Linked DNA regions of Sus scrofa: region 1 is linked to region 2. Evidence: chromatin contacts called from public Hi-C data. All regions are on one chromosome and are shown on one strand. The core of a region is the stretch at or near the end of the contact, and the rest is flanking DNA. Distances in the headings are between cores, read along the strand shown. Region 1 overlaps ZRANB1 (ubiquitin thioesterase ZRANB1). Region 2 has its middle 47 kb from the start of ZRANB1.

Region 1 (6,667 bases), core at 3,741-6,240, 110 kb after region 2:
CAGTATGGAAGGCCCAGCATTTTTGTTTTTTTGTTTGTTTGTCTTTGCTTTTTTTAGGGCCGCACCTGTGGCACATGGAAGTTCCCAGGTTAGGGGGTCACATTGGAGCTGCAGCTGCTGGCCTATGCCACAGCCACGGCAACACTGGATCCAAGTTGGGTCTTCGACCTATGTGACAGCTCATGCAACGTCAGGTCACTTACCCACTGAGTGAGGCCGGGAATCTAACCCGCACCCTCATGAATGAATGCTAGTCGGGTGCGTAATTCACTGAGCCACAGCAGGAACGCCTTGACTCAGCTTTACAGTGGCAGTGTAAAGGGCTGGAGAAGCAGTCCAACACAGATGGGAAGCACATCCCTGTCTAAAGACCAGAGCAGGAGTTTAGTGTCTTTTGTGAAATCTAATTATTCGTACCAGATTGTTGATTTTTGATCCAGTTAATATATTCTGATAATTTCTCTAAACCTTACCAGAGTATGGAGCCAGCACTGACGTGATGGTAAGTGCCTAACTAGGCAGTTTTATTTCTGGAAGGAAATGAAAGGGAAAGGAATATGCCATAACTTTCCTTATATTCTTTAGGACATTTGAATGATGCCACAGAATCCAAGAAGCACAGAGAATCAAAGAACTTAGAGTGAATGCTACAGGTTTATGCTTTTTGAAGAAAAACAGAGTTAAACTTTTTTCTGTCTTTGATGCTTGTTTCAGGGGTTGTAGAAGGTGATTTAGCTGCTATAGAAGCATACAAATCATCAGGAGGGGACATTGCCCGCCAGCTCACTGCAGATGAAGTGCGCCTGCTGAACCGGCCTTCCGCTTTCGACGTTGGCTATACGCTGGTCCATCTGGCTATACGCTTTCAGAGGCAGGATATGCTAGCAATACTGCTCACAGAGGTGAGTGTGGCTCTCCATTAAACATTCTTGTCTGTGAGGGAAATGTGTTCTTTAGCTTTCGTTTTTGATGTTATAATGTGTCTCAGTTCTTAAATGTTTTTGATTTGGTCTTGTACTCTGCTTTTGAAGTGGGTTGTGTATTGGCAGGGAAAGCGTGTGGAGTTTGGTTGGTGGTGGTGTCTGGAGAACGGAGAGAGAAGGCAGCTGTGAACCAAGGGCTGCAAGGCTGGTCGAGGACTGTGAGCAGGTTCTGGAGGGACTGGTGTAAGTCCCCGGCCTCCTGAGAGCTCTCTGGGGACTAACAGTGCGAGGACAATAGAGCCCCAGTGTATTTACTGTTGACGGCTGTGTAATAAATCCCTTCAGAACTTAGCAGCTTAAGACAACAAACACTTGTTATCTCACACAGTTTCTGGGGGTAAGGAATCCACGAGCAGCTTAGCTGAATGATTTTGCCTCAGGGTCTCACGAGGTTACAAACTGCCAGGGTTGTCAAAAGGCTCAACTGGGGCTAGAGGATCTGGTTCCAAGCACACTCATGTGGTTGTTGGCAGGAGGCTTCAAATTCTTGTCACTTGGGCCCCTTGGTAGGGCTGCTTGTGATGTGGTAGTTGATTTCACCCCGAGCAAGTGGGCTGAGAAAGGAGAGCGTGAGAGGGTGAGTCAGGTGTCTTCTAGATGTAACTTAAGGTAGGAAGTGACGTGCCAGCATTTCTGCCATAGTCTGTGGTACACAGAGACCAGCTCTGGTACATGATGGGGGAGGTAGGAAGGAGGCGTGTTCTAGGGAAGGAATAAAATTGGCAGTGGTGTTTATTCTCAGTGGAACAGAGACTCCAGGGGCCAGGGCAGAAGGGCCAGTAGGAAGACTGCAAAGGGGAGAGTGTGAGCCGGACTGAGGGCTGTGCCTGAGAGAGGGTGCAGGGCCAAGTACTTTTGGGGCGAGAACAGGAGAACATTCTGTTTTGAGAATATGTGTCTGGGACTGGGGTTTTAATTGGATTTTAGATCATAGACCTTGTTTGTAGTTTGGTAGAAGCCATGGACTTCTTTGCAAAAATTTCTTTTTTTTTTTTTAATATTTGGTTTTCCATAATTTGAGTGTTGCTTTGATTAGGCTTGTGGAGTTACTGGTAATCCTGGCCAATAAAGTTGAGGCGAATTGAATTTTCACACAGGAGTTTGCAGAATAGGATGTCTGATGGTCATGCAGGGTTTTCAAAACACTGCTTACTTACCTTAATGGCACGTACAATTAAGCTGTCCACGGATGTTTAGGTAGACGACATTATCAGCCAAACTTATTCTTGGTGTGGCTTGTTGGAAGATCTGCTGCTCCAGGCCCCACTTGTGACTGGAAGTCTGCACTCGGGAAGGTCATCCAGGTTAGTGGCTGCATATGTAGCGACAGCACAGCTCAGAGCTAACTGGCTCCCTCAGGGCCACACCAGCCTGACTTTCTCTCTAGCAGATGCTCACTTTTGATTTCTGAGTTCTCTATATAGGTTTCTTGAGCTCCACAATAGGAATAGGAGTTAACTGCAAGATAATAGCTTTTCACTGTTTGTTCATCGTTTAAAAAGGATGGGAAAGTTCTGGCCAGTCCTTGGTGAGGGGCTGTGTGGTGGTGCCCGGAGTTCATTCCTCTCGAGCTGTACCACTTGGGAGGTTTGCTGCCTGCTCTGTGCTTGAAGAAGCCAGATGCTGTTTTAAAAATTCGGAGTTAAAACAAGTGGGGAGGGACTTGAGGTCATTGGGAACTAACTCTTTAAAAGGGTCACGCTTTTCTTTATTCTGTGTCTGGGTACTTGAAATATTCTTGACAGAGCAGGAGAAGAGTGTTTGTATTTTCCTTTCTCTGTGAGCTGGAATTCCATTAAGAATGTTTTTTTTTACAACATTGTAAATCAACTATACTTCAGTAAAACTTTAAAAAAATTTTTAAAGTTAAAAAAAGGATGTTTGTGTTGGGGGCATGATGTTATTCTTAAGTTGTTTTTTTTGTTTTGTTTTGTTTTGGTTTTTTTTTTTTTTGGTCATCCCTTCCCTTCCAATAATGAATCTTTGTGAACAACTCCATTTTACATAAATTTTTGTATGCATCTTTATATATTTCCTTGGGATAAACTCTACTAAGAAGTGGAATTACTGAGACGAGAGGGTAAAGCATTTTTATCACTGTTTTTCAGGAAAGTTGTACTGGTATATACTTACCTGTTGAGGAAATAACACCCAATACCTCATATATTTAAAACAAGAGCAAAAACAAAACACCTTGAGTTACTGGGAGATTTTGGTAATTTCTTTTGAATACTATTGTTTTCTGCTTCCACTGATGATAAACGAGATGTAGAGGAAAGTTTCTTTTGTATTTAAGGTGTCTCAACAAGCTGCAAAGTGTATTCCAGCAATGGTGTGTCCTGAACTGACAGAGCAAATCCGGCGTGAGATAGCTGCTTCTCTGCATCAGAGAAAGGGGGATTTTGCTTGCTATTTTCTAACTGACCTTGTAACATTTACGTTGCCAGCAGGTAACTCCAAATTTCAATGTGAAAACAAATTTCCACTTTATTGTAGTTTTTTAATGTCTGAATGAAAATGTCTGTGTTAGAAAACGGATAACTTAGCTACTATATGTGGATCTCAAATTACTCAATTATCCTGTTTTACTGGAAGTGACTAGTGCAAGGGCCACGCATGAGCTAATACTTCAGATCTAAAGGAAGACAGCAGCTGGAAGTGTCATTACTTTCTTCGTTCATTACATCAATGTCTATGATATTTGCAAAGCAACTTTTTTTTTTTTTGGTATTTTTCCGGGCTGCCCATGCGGCATATGGAAGTTCCTAGGCTAGGGGTCGAATTGGAGCCGCATCTGCCGACCTGCGCTGCAGCCACAGCAACACAGGATCTGAGCCGTGTCTGTGTCCTACACCAAAGCTCATGGCAATGATGGATCCTTAACCCGCTGAGCGAGGCCAGGGATCGAACCTGAGTCCTCATAGATGCTAGTTGGGTTCATAACCTGCTGAACCACAACAGGAACTCCCGTGAAGCAACTTTTTATTTTTCAATTCCATGCCAAGTGGAAACATCTTCCAGGATGTTTTTTTTGTTGGAAGGCATTGAATGAATGTACCAAATGGCAAAAGTTTCTAAATAAAACTTATGTTTTGGCTTTTAGTGTTTTAAGCTTTTTTATGTTCAGATGTAAACAGATATTTACACAGTGGTAGGAAATAATTAAGTCTTTTAAAATCATATAAATTTAATTTGAAATGCACTGCATATATTTAAACTTGTTACCCTAAGTGATTAGATTTTTATTTTGAATTGAGTATAGTAATACAGTTTAAATCAGTTTTGTAAGAGTAATAATGCTTCTCAGACTACTCAATTAGAAAACTGAACAGGACATAGAGAACTTGAAGAAGACGGCACAAACAGAGAGCTGTGTGCCAGAATGAACGGTTCCTTCACTTCTGCAGGAAGAACCCGAGGTCTGAGGTTTTAGGCCTGAGCAGAGGTTCAAAGTGTAAAGGGAAGAGGACAGACAAAAATTTGTCTATTGTTATTATTTAACTCGAATATCGGATAGTCCTGTTCCCTTTTCTTTTATTTCAGCTTTATTGAGTCATCATTGGCGTAGGAAATTGTAATACACTTAACGTGTGCGTTGTGGTGATTGGATTCACACATACGTTGTGAAAGGATGGATTCTCCCCCGTTTAGTTAATCCTCGCATTCCTCACCTCCCAGTTTTTCCATCTGTCTGTATTTTGGGTGAGAACATTTCCGTTCTCTTGGTGACTTTTGTACAGTCCACTGTTATAACTGACTGGTCACCTTGTTTCGCATTAAATCCCAAGCCTTCTTCATCATGTAGCTTTGAGTGCGTTCTCTTTTACCAGTTCCCCTACCCCCCTGCTCCCTCTGCCTTGCTCCTGGCAACCCCTTTTCTGCTCTTTAGTTCTCTGAGTTTGACTTTGTTTTTTTCAAGATTCCAGATAGAAGTGATAGCATGCAATTATTTGTCTTCCTCTGTCGAGCGTATTTGACTTGGCATCGTATCTCCAAGGTCCCTCCTTGTGTCGCCCTGGTTGGACAGGACCGGTTGTATAGCTGTACCACTCCTGCTCATTTGTAGCCTTCCACCTGATAGGCCCTTGGGTTGTTGCCGTGTACTGGCTATTGGGAGTGACGCTGCAACAAATATGGGGGTACAGATAGCTTTTTGATATCTTGTTGTCATTTCCTTTGGCTGTATACCCAAAAGTGGGGTTGCTGGATCTTATGATAGTTTAATTTTTTGAGGCTCCTTCATGCTGTTTTCCACAGTGGCTGTACCAGCTCACATGCCCACCAACCATGCTTAAGGGTTCCCTTTTCTCCATGTTCTCCTCAGCATTTGGGATCCCATGTCTTTTTGATGAGAGCTAAATATAAGTACTGGTCCAAATATTTGTATTATTTGTAGATACTTAACTGTTGTGATGATAAAGTACAGAAGGGAAATACTCCCCCCCCCATACATACATGCATGTGTTTTAAAAGAAGTGACTTGACAGCGTTCAGCAGAAAGGGAGCTATTTTAGAGGAAGTTACTGTTAAATGCTGGTATCAGATTTTTTAAGTTGTGAGATATACAAAGATCTTTTAAATCTGGCTTTTCTTTATAGATATTGAAGACTTGCCTCCAACAGTCCAAGAAAAATTATTTGATGAGGTGCTTGATAGAGATGTTCAAAAAGGTAAGCATTGAATTAATGAGTATAATTGAACTTTTATCATTTCAGTAAACTTTTTGCTTTGTAAGGTTTAGAGTAGTTTGGTGTATGGTCAACGGATTTCATTTCTACTAAATTAGAAATTTAAAGTCTTTAAGCACAGTGTCGTACTGTGCTGTTAAAAATTCTCATTCACAGCTCTTAATTATAGTAGAGCGAACAAATAAAAAAGGGATAAAAATTTTAAACCTTGGTTTTCTGTTTTCCTTCTAGAATGAGTGTATTTTCATATTAAACATTTTTAGAAAATGTAAAGAATTTAAAAGTTGAGTAAATTATTCTAGAACTGTTTCAGCTACTCACAGTTTATATTTCAATTGATCAAAAATATTTAGGTGTTCATGACTAAGTTACATATCAACCTGTTTACATCTAGAGAATAGGTTTTTTCTTCCACTGAATAGTTCTTAATTGCAGAGGCATGAAAATGAACATGTTATTTAAATTCCTTGTATAGAGTTAGAAGAAGAATCTCCAATTATAAATTGGTCCTTGGAATTGGCTACACGTTTGGACAGTAGACTCTATGCACTTTGGAACCGAACCGCAGGAGACTGCTTACTTGATTCAGTTCTCCAAGCTACCTGGGGCATTTATGACAAGGACTCGGTGCTTCGGAAAGCCCTGCATGACAGCCTGCATGACTGTTCACATTGGTGAGCTGCCATCCTCCCTTTTTAAATTCAGGCGTGCGCTGGCTGAATCATTTCCTTGCAGTGGTGGGGTGCTTTTTGTCTGTCCTGTTTTCTTTGAAAGCTGGGGGGGGCTCTTTGGTTTTAGACATTGAGACACTTTGAACATCTCAGTGGTTTTGCCTCTTTTTGCTAAGCGTAGAATTAGAAATGTTTGGAGTTGTAGCCTTAAATATAACAAGGTCTTTGCTCATGTTTTAAAGTACCTATGATTTCATATTTTTGTTCAACTCTAAAAGCTTATGTTAATAATGTACTAAAAGTTTTTCTTCCCGAGACAGGTAGT
Region 2 (7,206 bases), core at 1,461-3,960:
AACGGGAACTTCGATATCTGTAAATTTTATTTCTACTGGTTTGTCACTGGCATATTGAAATACAGTTGATTTTTGTTGATATTGACCTTGTATTCAGCAATCTTGCTAAATCACTTATTAATTCTGAGTTTATCTACAGATTTTAAAATTTTCTATGCATGTAATCATGTTTCCTGTGAATAACCAGTCTTATTTCTTCTCCTTCATTATTCATATACCTGTTAGTCCTCTTTTTATCTTTTACTTTTTTTTTTTTTTTTTTTGGTCTTTTTGCTATTTCTTGGGCTGCTCCCACGGCATATGGAGGTTCCCAGGCTAGGGGTCCAATCGGAGCTGTCGCCACCGGCCTACACCAGAGCCACAGCAATGCAGGATCCGAGCTGCGTCTGCAACCTGCACCACAGCTCACAGCAACGCCCGATCCTTAACCCCCTGAGCAAGGGCAGGGACCGAACCCGCAACCTCATGGTTCCTAGTCGGATTTGTTAACCACTGCGCCACGACAGGAACTCCTATCTTTTACTCTTGCTGGTACCTCCATTTAATGTTAAGTAGGACTATTGGTGGGGCACATCTTCATTCCTGATCTCAGGGAGAAAGTTTTCAATATCTCACACTTAGTAAGATGCTTTTTTGCAGATGTTCTATCAGACTGAGGAAGCTTCCTTATCTTTTTATAACCTTCTATTCCTAGGTTTCTGACAGTTTCTTTTTATTTCTAGGAATGAATGTTGAATTTTATCAAAAGCATATGAGTTTACTCCTTATTACTACTTTGACTACATTTTGTTACTAAAATATATTGACTTTTTTAAAAATGTTAAGACAAGCTTTCATTTGTAGAATACATTTCTTGTCATTATATCCTTTTCATCGACTGCTGGATTTAGTTTGCTAATACTTTGCCAAGGGATCTGGCCTCAGTGTTCATAAAAGAGAGTCACTTGTAGATTTCATTTCTTTTAATGTCCTTATCAGATTTTGAAATCGAAGTGTTGCTTGGCCTTCCTAGATGAGTTGGGCGGTGTTCCACTTCTTTCTCTTTTCTGGAAGAGTTTGTGTGAGGTTGGAATTATTTCTTCCCAAATTGTTTGAAAAATCCTCTGGTGACACCATATGTACCTGGAGAGTGTGTGTGAGTGCATGTGTGTGTGTTACCCAGTTTTTCTAGCTGTTTTCAGTGGAAAAATTTGTCTTAAAATGACTGCCTTATAGCTGGAAGCAGAATTCTGATAGTCTCTTAAAAGGAGCTTTGCTGCAAGTGGCTGAAAGAATGAAATGTGACAGATTCCCTGTTGTGGCTCAGCAGTAACAAACCCGACTAGTATCCATGAGGATGCAGGTTCGATCCCTGGCCTCGCTCAGTGGGTTAAGGATCTGGTGTGGCTGTGGCATAGGCAGGCAGCTGCAGCTCCTATTTGACCCCTAGCTTGGCAACTTACATATGCTACAGGTGTGGCCCTAAAAAGCAAAAAAAATGTTAAATGTGAAAAGCCTGAAGCCCAGCCTCACATGTACTGACAAGATGCAAGTCCGGGCAGTGGGCTTGCCTACCCAGCAGTCTCAGGCCCACTTGGGGAGCAGAAAGTGGGCTGGTGTGGCAGAAGGATCGGGGCAATTGGACCCATCAGATGAGGAAGTGAATTCTGACTAAGGGATCCTACTCTTGGTGAGACCTTAAGCTAGTTACCAAGCTTATGTCTCTATCTAGGAAATAGAGACCCTCCCTCTACCTCATCAGGATGCTGTGGGAATTACAATTTGTCTATTTCCTGTGAAATAGGCAGGATGGGCCAGACCCTGAGGGAGCCCTCATGAAACAGATGGTAACGAGGTTATTGCTGTTGCTAAAATCACTGGACCTCTGTCCTCAGTATTCTGCAGACCATCAAAGGCCTGGAAGGTGTGAGGCTGCTGCCTGGCTGGCCCAGCTGCCAGAAGGAGGCTGGTGCCATCCTGCAGCGGGCTGCCCTTCCCAAACCATGGGGCGGAGTGCTACTGGACCAGGACCCACTCAGGGCACCCCGTGGGTTTGTGCAAGGAAGCCCCACCAGGATCACAGCCTAGGCTAGGCTCGACCTCTGACCCAACAGCCTCATGGGAAAGTGTCCTCCCTGCCTCTTCCCGACTAGGGTGGCGGCTCGGGCCCTGCTGGCTGAGCTTTGAAGTTCTGCCTTTGCGTAACAGCCTGTGACTTGGCCCCGCGGCAGGGATGGGGCCAGTTGGCTCAGCTGTGCTGAATTCACACCTGAATCCCCCTGGCTTTGGATCTGTGAGCCCAAACGATCGATTCCAGCTGTGGCTCTCCACCCTGGCTGCCTGCACTCGGTAATCCTCCCATACCCATGGCTGGGACTCTGGTCATCTAACTGGTTTGGAGTGGGGCTGGGCCACTGGGATGGGTAAAAGGCTCAGCTGGTGCTTGTGAGGAGCAGTCTGCCCAGGTAGTCACATGTGCAGCCCCCTGATGCAGGCAGGGCCCCAGGGCACCTCGGTCCAGGCTCTGGAGGAGCACTTGGGCCGGTGACGGCAGGGTGGCGAACAGGCTCTATTTCCCGCCCCGGCCACTCTGAGGCTGCTGCATGACACAGCAGTCCCCTTTTAGGGCACAGCATGGCAGTGAGCCAGCATCCCTGCCCCAAACCAGGTCAGGCCCTAGGGGTGGAGCCACCGTCACCCACGGCATGCCCGCTGTCTGCCAGGCTCAGGGCACTTTATGGGCATCACAACAGTGACAGTGTCTATACTCCATGGGGATGACAGTGAGGCCCATGGGGCCAAGGCACGTGTGAGGAGTCATACCCACATGAGGCCTGTGTGTGTCCCCTTATGCCCCGTCCCTGGCAGGCCAACGAGCCCAGAAGTCAGACCACAGGACCCCTCCATGGGGCTGCCCAGGAGGCGGAGGAGAGGGGAGCCAAGACTGCTCCTCCCGCCCTCAGGTGCTGGGAGCCCAAGTACCATCTGGTCCCCGTGCAAAAAGTTTTTCTGCAAAATCCTGCCCAGCGATGGCCAAGCTTTCCCAGCCTCACCTCTGGACATTGACGTATTCATTAACACGTCTGCCAGTAAAAGAGAGTGCTGGTCATTTGACACCCACATGTTCCCTTTCAAAACCAGACTGATATTGATCCTCTGAAGAGAGCGAATCCTTAAATAGACGGCTGAGCGCACATCCTCCTGATTCACAGAGAACCGACCCTCCTCTAAGTTAAACAGGCCTCTACCCGGCTCACCAACCAGTGGGGCCTCTGTCCACCGTCAGCTGAAGCCTCCCACTCGGGTTTAGGTAAATTGGAACATCACTGCTTTCTTTTAAAGGAAGGTATTTAAGCATGTTGGCAGGAAATGCAATCTTACATTTTGGGTTTAGAAAAATGCTTCTGGGAATTCCTGTTGTGGCTCAGTGTGTTCAGAACCAGATATGGGGTCCATGAGGATGCAGGTTTGATCCCTGGCCTTGCTCAGGGAGTTAAGGATCTGGTGTTATTGTGGCTGTGGTGTAGGCTGGCAGCTACAGCTCCAATTCCACCCCTACCCCAGGAACTTCTATATGCTGCACCTGCAGCCATAAAAAGAAAAACCATGCTTTCAGAGTCCCCTGGTGGCCTAACAGTTAAGGATCTGGTATTGTCACTGCTGTGGCTCAGGCCACTGCTGTGATCCCTGGCCCGTCATTCTGTATGCCATGGGTGCAGCCAAAAAATGCTTCAAAGGACATGAAGTATCCCCACTGGATTTCCCATGTGGCCTCATGGCTGCAGGGAGCCCCAGTGGGGAAGGAGAGACCCGGGGGCTCTAAGGACCAGATTAAAGCCACAGCCTGGCCACCAGCTGCCTGTAGGACCTCAGATCGGCTGCTTTCCCACCCTACTTCCAATCCCCCAGCTATGTAGGGAGGAGACTGAAGCAGCTTTGCTGTCCACAAGCCTGGCCACCCATCAGGAATACCTGGAGAGCTTTTTGGTCTGTTGGCCCCTTAAGCTCTCTGGTCTCTTCTGAACTCCTGGCCAGCTGATCGCCAAAGCCCTCTAGCTCCAACGTTCGGCATCTGGAGTGAGAGCAGCAGAGCTGTGGATGGCACAGCACATCTGACCTGAGATCTCTTGCCCACTTCAACGCCCAGCATGCTGGAAGGATGTCCGACCCTGGGGCTGGGCCCGGAATAAAAACCACAGCTGACATCTGTCAGGCCCTTAGGGAGAGTCAGACAGGGGCTGCCTGTGGTTTTTCTTACTTAACCCTCAGAACAACCGAGGAGGCAGCTCTGACTAGTACAGCTGAGGAAATAAAGCGATTAAGTAACAGGCGTGAATTTAGCCCGTAGGACTTTTGAGTGATGGGCGGAGTCAGTACTGGAACTTGAACAGCTCGTCTAAGCCTGTGGCCTTGACCACTCTGTTGTTAAACCAACGTCATGGGGCTGCCCTGAGAAATACAAGGTGACCCAAGCTAGGAAATAGCCTCCCCCAAAGCAGCATCTCTCCCCTCCCCAGGCCCACGTGTCCCCTGACTTCTGTTAGACCGCCGTCCTCAAAGGTACGTAGAGGACCTGGCTGGGGCTGTGGCTAAACAACAATGACTCATTCCCTGAATATCCAGTTCCTTCTGAAATGGGTTGGTCACCCATGTGCTGTCCTCCCTATGACTCTGGGAGAGAGGGCTCTGGAAAACACCTGCCACATGGGTGGGAAACGTGAGTGGGGCCGGGCACCTCACCAGCCTGGGCAGACCTGGGCAAGGGCTGCCATCTCCTAGTGCTTGGCTGGGCACTTGCCATTCGGCTCTGTCCCCAAACTTGGTCCTGCACGTGGACCTGAGAGCCTCCTTCCCACGTACACGGGAGACCTTGGCTGGTATCCAAGGCCCCTCCAGCTCTTCTATCAGCTCCAGAAAGTTCAAGGAATCTTTGATGTGCCCATTATCATTCTTTTTTCCTTACCGGATCTCTCCAAACCACAATCAGTCCAGCCCAGGCATAGGAATGGCCCCCAAATACAAGTGTGCATGGACATGTGTGCCCTTGAGGGAGCGAGGAAGAGCTATTTAGCCAAGGAAGTGGACTCGAGATTGCTGCTTCTGGGGGTGGTGATGACGGGGAAAGGGAAAAACCACATCACGGGCCAGTGACTGGTCTTTTGAACAAGGGCTGCCAACATTCCAAAAAAGATGGTTACGAATGCGCTTGATGTTTGAACAATTTCAGACACACCCAGGCCCAGCTGGATTTATTTTTCCCTGTCCAAGTCGTCGTGAACTTGCAAAACCCAAGAGTGTCTCTTGCCAAGTGTAAGACCAGTGAGAGGGGCTGCTCGCTGGACTTACATTATAAGGGCCTTGACCTCATGGGGAGGCAAGACCCTGAGAGAGAAAAGAACCTTTGATGTGTGTGACGATGAACTTTTTCTTCCTTGCCAACTGGGTTTGCAAACATTGTGCTAAATTGGAAAACAGATATCAAGGTCCTAAAAAAGACGGCACGAGCCCGGGCTTGATGAAGCAAGAGGCTAATGTTCACGCAGAGAAGTTCTCATTCAGTCAGTCAATTTAAAAGCAAAGGCCTTGGGAGTTCCCGTCATAGCGCATCGGAAATGAATCCGACTAGGGACTATGAGATTGTGGGTTTGATTCCTGGCCTTGCTCAGTGGGTTAAGGATCCGGCATTGCCGTGAGCTGTTGGTGTAGGTCGCAGATATGGCTCGGATCTGGTGTTGCTGTGGCTGGGGTATAGGCTGGCAGGTGTAGCTCCAATTAGAGGCTAGCCTCGGAACTTTCATGTCCCACGGGCTGCCTTGATGGTAGCTTCTTGTGATGGGTGCTCTCACAGGGTAAAAATAGTGAAGCTATATCAGCAAACCGTCCTCCAGCCAGGATGCATTCAATAAATTATGGTACCTGGAGTTCCCGTCATGGCACAGTGGAAACGAATCTGACTAGGAACCATGAGGTTGCCGGTTCTATCCCCAGGCTCACTCAGAGGGTTAAGGATCCTGTGTTGTCATGAGCTGTAGTGCAGGTAACAGACGTAGCTCAGATCCTACGTTGCTGTGGCTGTGGTGGAGGCCAGCAGCTGTAGCTCCGATTAGACCCCTAGCCTGGGAACCTCCATATGTGGCTGGTGGGGCCCTTAAAATAAAAAAATAAAAAAATCGTGGTAGCTTCACAGCATGGAATATAGTCCTACCTTTCTAACAAACCAGGCATATCTATATATTTACCCTAATGCAGTAAGATCTATTTTTTTTTTTTTTGGTCCTTTTTGGCTCACACCCGTGGCATCTGGAGGTTCCCAGGCTAAGGGTCTAATTGGAGCTGTAGCTGCCGGCCTACGCCAGGGCCACAGCAACACCAGATCTGAGCCTTGTCTGCGACCTACACCACAGCTGGTGGCAACGCTGGATCCTTAACCCACTGATCGAGGCCAGGGATCGAACCTGCAACCTCATGGTTCCTAGTTGGACTCGTTTCCGCTGCACCACAACGGAAACTCCAAGATCTATATTTGATAATTTATGTTGTTGAAGTACAGTTGATTTACAAAGTTGGGTTAATTTCTGCTGTAAAGCAAAGTAATTCAGTTATGCATGTATATACATTCTTTTTCATGTTCTTTTCCATTATGGTTGAATACAGGTTACTGACTAGAGTTCCCTGTGCTATTCAGTAGGGCCTCATTGTTTATCCATTCTATAAATAATAGTTTGCATCTGCTAACCCCAAACTCTCCCTCCATCGTTCCCCACCCACTGCCCCCTGCTGCCCCTGCTCTTGGCAACCACAAGCCTATTCTCTATTAGTCTGTTCCTTTTTCATAGTTAAGTTCATTTGTGTCCTATTTTAGATTCCACATATAAGTGATACCATATGGTATTTGTCTTTCTTTGTCTGACTTACTTCACCCAGTATGATAATCTCTAGGAGGTTCATCAGTGTTGCGGCAAATGGCATTATTTCATTCTTTATATGTATATATTTTTAGGGCTGCACCTGCAGCAGCACATGGATGTTCCCAGCCTAGGGGTCAAATCAGAGCCACCACTGCTGGCCTATGCCATAGCCACAGCAATGCCAGATCTGAGCCGCATCTGTGACCTAGGCTGTAGCTTGCAGCGGTGCCAGATGTTTAACCCACTGAGTGAGGCCAGGGATTGACCCCCCATCCTCATGGAGACTATGTCAGGTTTTTAAGCTGCTGAATCATGATGG

Evidence for each region. Hi-C and Micro-C count contacts between places; a contact is called where the count stands out from the background.
Region 1: a contact with region 2 is called in a Hi-C map of liver, with 2.0 times the contacts expected there. The contact joins two enhancer-like sites. A contact is called at or near these places in 3 of 47 Hi-C or Micro-C datasets (fibroblasts, liver and skeletal muscle) and 1 of 2 datasets of contacts at active chromatin or transcription factors (skeletal muscle).

Annotation. Positions count from the first base shown.
Region 1 is chr14:134,306,776-134,313,442 of Sscrofa11.1, forward strand. ZRANB1 (ubiquitin thioesterase ZRANB1) reads left to right here. Exons shown (of 10, transcript XM_013983854.2): 3 at 715-902; 4 at 3,280-3,433; 5 at 5,582-5,653; 6 at 6,147-6,345. Among named protein-coding and RNA genes, the nearest start is that of ZRANB1, 56 kb to the left of the region's middle. Within about 2 kb of position 4,991, at least 1 of the 83 cell types and tissues checked has an H3K27ac peak or open chromatin away from gene starts, as enhancers often do. A contact at or near this core is called in liver, where this site is marked.
Region 2 is chr14:134,202,836-134,210,041 of Sscrofa11.1, forward strand. No RefSeq gene overlaps it. Among named protein-coding and RNA genes, the nearest start is that of ZRANB1, 47 kb to the right of the region's middle. Within about 2 kb of position 2,711, at least 9 of the 83 cell types and tissues checked have an H3K27ac peak or open chromatin away from gene starts, as enhancers often do. A contact at or near this core is called in liver, where this site is marked.